2 separate regions of the Larimichthys crocea genome follow, and region 1 is linked to region 2. A link is a contact called in public Hi-C data. All regions are on one chromosome and are shown on one strand. The core of a region is the stretch at or near the end of the contact, and the rest is flanking DNA. Distances in the headings are between cores, read along the strand shown. Region 1 holds the start of LOC113745994 (putative protein TPRXL). Region 2 holds the start of LOC113745993 (nesprin-2).

The links. Hi-C and Micro-C count contacts between places; a contact is called where the count stands out from the background.
Region 1: a Hi-C map of muscle shows a contact between it and region 2, with 14 times the contacts expected there. The contact joins the promoter of LOC113745994 here to the promoter of LOC113745993 in region 2. A contact is called at or near these places in 4 of 7 Hi-C or Micro-C datasets (all in muscle).

Annotation. Positions count from the first base shown.
Region 1 is chrVII:28,690,263-28,693,100 of L_crocea_2.0, reverse strand. It overlaps LOC113745994 (putative protein TPRXL), which reads left to right and starts at 1,303. Exons shown (of 3, transcript XM_027280028.1): 1 at 1,303-2,419.
Region 2 is chrVII:28,445,157-28,447,911 of L_crocea_2.0, reverse strand. It overlaps LOC113745993 (nesprin-2), which reads left to right and starts at 1,280. Exons shown (of 13, transcript XM_027280024.1): 1 at 1,280-1,379. It overlaps trnar-ucu (transfer RNA arginine (anticodon UCU)), which reads left to right and starts at 672; the gene lies at 672-764.

The DNA.
Region 1 (2,838 bases), core at 54-2,553, 250 kb before region 2:
GTTTATTGTTTGAGTTCTGACACACTAAAAACACACACACACAGATACACACACGCACACAGATACACACACGCACACACACACACACACGCACACACACATACACACACACACACACATACACAGTAACACACACACACAGTTTGGAGGGTAATTGTCGGGAGGAAAGTGAGTTGAGGAATGTCTGAGTTTGGAATAACACTGTCAGGACCGGTGCCAGCTCACAGCACTGTTTACCCTCTGTGTGTGCATGTGCACGAGTGTGTGTGTGTGTCTATATTTTTTAGTGTTCATCTGCTTCTGTTTGTGTATGCATTCCATCACTGTGTGTGTGTGTGTGTGTGTGTGTGTGTTTACCCCGGGTTGTGTTTGTCCAGTATAAAGCTCCGACTGGTCCAGACTGGTAAACTGGTTGCATAGAAGGAACAGATGTGGTCAAGAATGTGTCTTTGTGTGTGTGTGTGTGTGTGTGTGTGTGTGTGTGTGTGTAAATAACTACAAACGCCAAATGTTTCCAACAAACCTGAAGAATCCAAAACTTTATTCAGGTAATGCTGAAACACACCAGAGGAAGGAAGTCTGAACACTTTGGAGACGTCTCTGAGACTACGTCCAGGTTTTAGACAGTCTGCAAGGACGTCACGGAGACTACGTCCAGGTTTTAGACAGTCTGTCCAGGTTTTAGACAGTCTGCGGGGACGTCACGGAGACTACGTCCAGGTTTTAGACAGTCTGCGGGGACGTCACTGAGACTACGTCCAGGTTTTAGACAGTCTGCAGGGACATCACAGAGACCATGTCCAGGTTTTAGACAGTCTGTGGGGACGTCACGGAGACTACGTCCAGGTTTTAGACAGTCTGCAGGGACTTGAACAAAATAAAGACTAAAATGATAAATCTTAAGAGTCTTTTGTGGTCTTAACGGTCTCAGACTCAGACAGGTTCAGTCCTGACATTAAACTAGCGCTGTGGAAACAGTTCATGAACAGGAAGTTTTCAGTCCAGCTTCCTTCCTGTTGTTCTTTTAATGTCCGAGTCGATGATGTCAGAGTCGATGATGTCGATGATGTCAGAGTCGATGATGTCAGAGTCGATGATGTCAAAGTCGATGATGTCGATGATGTCAGAGTCGATGATGTCAGAGTCGATGATGTCAGAGTCGATGATGTCAGGATGTGCAGTCATCTGATTGGCTAAAAACACATAAAACTGTAAAATACTGAAACATTTATTTGAATATTTCATAAAAGTCATTTATAGTTTAACAGCTGAACAAACAGTCTGAGAGGCAGACAGGTGTGCTTCATGTCACCTGGCTCAGGTGTTTATTCATATTTCTGTGTTTGAGTCAGAGACAGACAGAGCTCGTCACGTGTTGGTCAGATGATCTTTAGAGTTTGTGTTTATTCATACACAGACACAACATACAACATGTCTACAGAGTGTCCACACGTCCTACGTACAAAGAATCCGTCCCCAGGTCTTCTTAAAGTCAGTTTGTCCTTGATCATATTGAACCTTTTGCATGGTGCTGTTCCATGGTCTGAGGATGTTGGACCAGCTGGGCCCGTCCTGACTCCTAAAGGTCCTGGTTCATGTTTAGATCTATGAAAACCAGCAGAACCCGTTCACCTCATGTTGATCTGTGGTCACATCAGGAGTCAGGAGGCTTTTATCCACAGTGGAACTACTTTTATCAAATATTTCAAATATGTCATTTTAAAAGTTTTTACATTTTATTGGATTTCTGAAAACCATCTTGCGACCCGCCGGGGGGTCCCGACCCACACTTTGGGAACCAGTGCTCTCTGTCTTTACACCAGTTTCCATCAGATTACATGTAACGTGTCTCCTCCAGCATCAGTGACTGCACATGGAGGACTCTGCTGGTTTACAGGGACCCGGTCCACCTTCACTTGCAGGGACCTGGAGCCGGTCCGATTCTTAGAGAGAGTTCGGTTCTGCTGTAAACAGCTGGCCGTTTGTCAGAGCTCTCTCTCTCCCTCTGATGGTGTTTGGACCTCCCTCTCTCCGTCCCTCCCTCCCTGCAGCAGCAGACGGGGTCGAGCCGCCTCTCCGCCGCCCGGAGCTCATCTCCAAACCACCGAATCACGTCTTCTCTGACCGGGACGCTCTCCACCCTCCGCCCGCAGCTGCTCGGGAGACACGCGGACACATGTCGGATGGATTCTGTCAAACTGGGCTTTTAGAGTTCTAGCGTGTGGACGTGCAGTGCAGGCTGGTTCTGAGGGGAGTTGTTGAAAGCTCCGGGAGAGTTTGATCCAATGCGTCCGGAGCGGCCGGGTATCCAGCAGGAACACCGCCACAGACAGGCCGACAGAGAGGACCGATCAGCGGGCTGTGCAGGGACTCACCGGCCGCTGGACGTTACATGTCTCCGCTCCCCATCGGCACCGAGGTACCGACACATTCCGCTCAGTGTGACCGGCAAACTGCGCTGCAGCCCGGCCACGACAAGACAAACAGAGCGCTTAGATAATGACATAATGATAATTATAACTAATTAAACTGAAATAATCAGAGCAGCGGGTAATTAATATAGATTTTCACAATAAAAGCCCCAAAGTATTCATCATTTCAAATGTTCCTCGTGCTGGGTTAACTTTTTTTTTTTTAAAGGTATGTAGCTGTGTGCGCGTGCGTGTTTCTGGTCCAATATGCGCGTGGTTGTGCGCGTGAACGTGATCCTTTGTGTGTCCTGGAAATGTGTGAGTGTGTGTTTGAGTCTTCTGTGAGTCTTATGTCTCTGTTTGAGTCTTATATGAGTCTTATGTCTCAGTTTGAGTCTTATATGAGTCTTATGTCTCAGTCTGAGTC
Region 2 (2,755 bases), core at 31-2,530:
GCAAGTGTCATTTCAGATGTGTGACATCAGCTTTGTTTTCCTGTTTAAAGATCGACTCTGGTGGGACTCAAACTCACAACCTTTGAATCACTTCTTCCTGTGTTTAACTAGAAGTCCAATGCGCTATCCATTGTGCCACAGAGCCACGTAGCACAGAACTGACATGATGACTTCATAGGCTCCACAGAGATAGTTATAAAAATCTTCAGCTCACTGTACTGCACAGAGTAGCTGATGTGTGGCTCTGTGGCGCAATGGATAGCGCGTTGGACTTCAAGTAAAGCATGATTGATAAAATACAAAGGTTGTGGGTTTGAGTCTCACCAGAGTTGATCTTTAAAGGTATCCAGGTGAGGGGCAGGGGAAAAAAATAAAGTAAGAACTCATATCAGACTGTCTGATCCTGAATCTAGTAAAGTTATAAACACCTGGAAGAAGTTATTCAAAGGTTGTGATTTCGAGTCCCACTTGAGTCTGCGATTGCGCCACAGAGCCACATCACTTTGACATCAGGGCACATTGACATGGTTTCACAGCTCACATGTAGAGTCATGATGAGTCTCCCAGTCTTAGAGAGTCTTAGAGACTCGTCCTGCGCTGGTACGAGTTGAAATGAACGCTCCAGGTCCATTTACCAACAGAGACGGGTCTGTCTGTCTCTCTGTCTGTGAGGCTCTGTGGCGCAATGGATAGCGCGTTGGACTTCTAGTTAAACACCTGAAGAAGTGATTCAAAGGTTGTGGGTTCGAGTCCCACCAGAGTCGAATCTCTAAAGGGTTTGCTGACACATGTCACTTATGTTGGTTTTGTGTTTTTATATTTGGCATCTCTATTTTTATCCAGTTTTAATCTTCTTACATGCGTCACATTTTCAGAATGGCCTAAAATAACTTTTATATTTACGTTATTCAACTTTTCTTTCACCGTATCAACACATTTATAAATATTTATTGGCCTGTATGTGTTTGTGATTGCTGAACGGTTCATGTAATAACGTTACACCGAGGTGATTTACAGACTTTATGATGGAAACGTAGAGATATATAGACATTTTATTAATGTTCCTAGTTTAACTTTCACTCTTTATCATCTTGTTTTATTTTGGTAGTATTTTATTGTCCGTAACTTTATTTTGAAAGGCATGAAACAGAATATTTGGATGTTTATGACTCTCATGTGAACTTTTTATGTGTTTATGGTTTGATGACTGCCAAGGAGGGGCCAGCAGGGCCGCGTCCCGTTCTGAAATCCACCTCTACCTGTCCTTCACGAGCACACCTTTGCACACCTGTGCGGAGTGATCTAACAAAATAAAAGTTATCGGAGTGTTTGTTTGAGGCGATCCAGGACACACCGGAGGAGGAGGAACGCTGAGACAGGTGAGCAGCTGCAGGTGTGTGTGTGTATGCGCGCGCAGGCGCAGGTTCCGCGGGGGCGTGGCTTGTAAACTACCTGCTGCAGGTAGGTTTCGTGCTGCTCTTCCAGTCGCTGGCTCGTTTTCTCTCCGCTGCACACTGAACATTAGTCAGCTCGCTCATCACAGGTAAAACCTCACCTGAGACACCGGAAGTGGATTTTCTTTGGACGTGTTTTCCTTCGTCCCGTTTCCTGAAATGACGTCATCCAGCAGCAGGTGAGTTAATGATCATCACAGAGACGGTGATGACGTCACGCTCACGTCTTTTGCACCTTATCTCCGGTTTGTTTGAGTTGTTGTTTGTTACCGAAACTTTCCGTAAAGTTTCTGTTTGTGTGTGTGTGTGTGTGTGTGTGTGTGTGTGTGTGTGTGTATCCAGTGTCCTCTCTGCCCTCAGGAGTTTATAAAGGTGTTGTTGTGCGTGCTGTGCGTGCGTGTGTGTGTGCGCATGCGTCTCCACCTCTCTCCCGTTGCCATGGTGACGGTGTGTCTAAAACATGTGGTGACCTCTGATGCTGCAGTTCCTCTAACGTCCACCTGAGTCAGTCTCCATAAGTCCCCATGTCCAAATGTCCAAATGTCCACCTTCCTCTGTACCAGGCTCTACATGTTTGTGTCTGTCAGCTGTTGGACATTTAAACATTTTCTTGATGGTTGAATTTTTCCAAACGCAGTAAACAGTAATGATCGGAGTCGACTTGTTGGTTGCAGGGAATCATCAGACTTCATCAGAAAATCTGTCAGTCTTAAAATAAAGTTTAAATTCTGAATGATTTGGATCTTTTTGTAAATTCATCAGATGTTAAACCTGAAGTTCGTCCCGGTGCTGTTTGGTCTCTGCAGCTTGCACCGATGTGTTTGTTTGTTATTTGCATATATGTAAATCAGAAGTCACATGTGATAAGTGGCTCGTGGTCCTGCAGGTGATCAGATCACCCCGTACACATGAAAATAACCAGGTGTGAACGGGGCCTTTGATTCCTGATGAATGGATGTGTATTTGGTAATTGATCATCTTTGAGTCGGACCAAACATCATCAGCTGCCTCCTGTCACTCTGACACCAGCTGCTGGTGCAGGAATGTGTGGCGGTGGTGAAACGTCCCTCCACCCAGCGACAGCAGATCAACACTCAGACATGTTTTAGTCTGACAGCAGACTGATCCTCTGCCACGCCTCCTCTGGGTGCGTTCACAAACAAACACCATGTTTGTTCATGGTATTGTTCAGGAATGACGTCTCTGTCTGCGCTGCCCGGACTGTTAGTGTTTGTACCACAGGTGTACACTAACGAGGAGTGGAGCTGATGTCATGCTAGAACAGGAGCTGGGCGATAAAC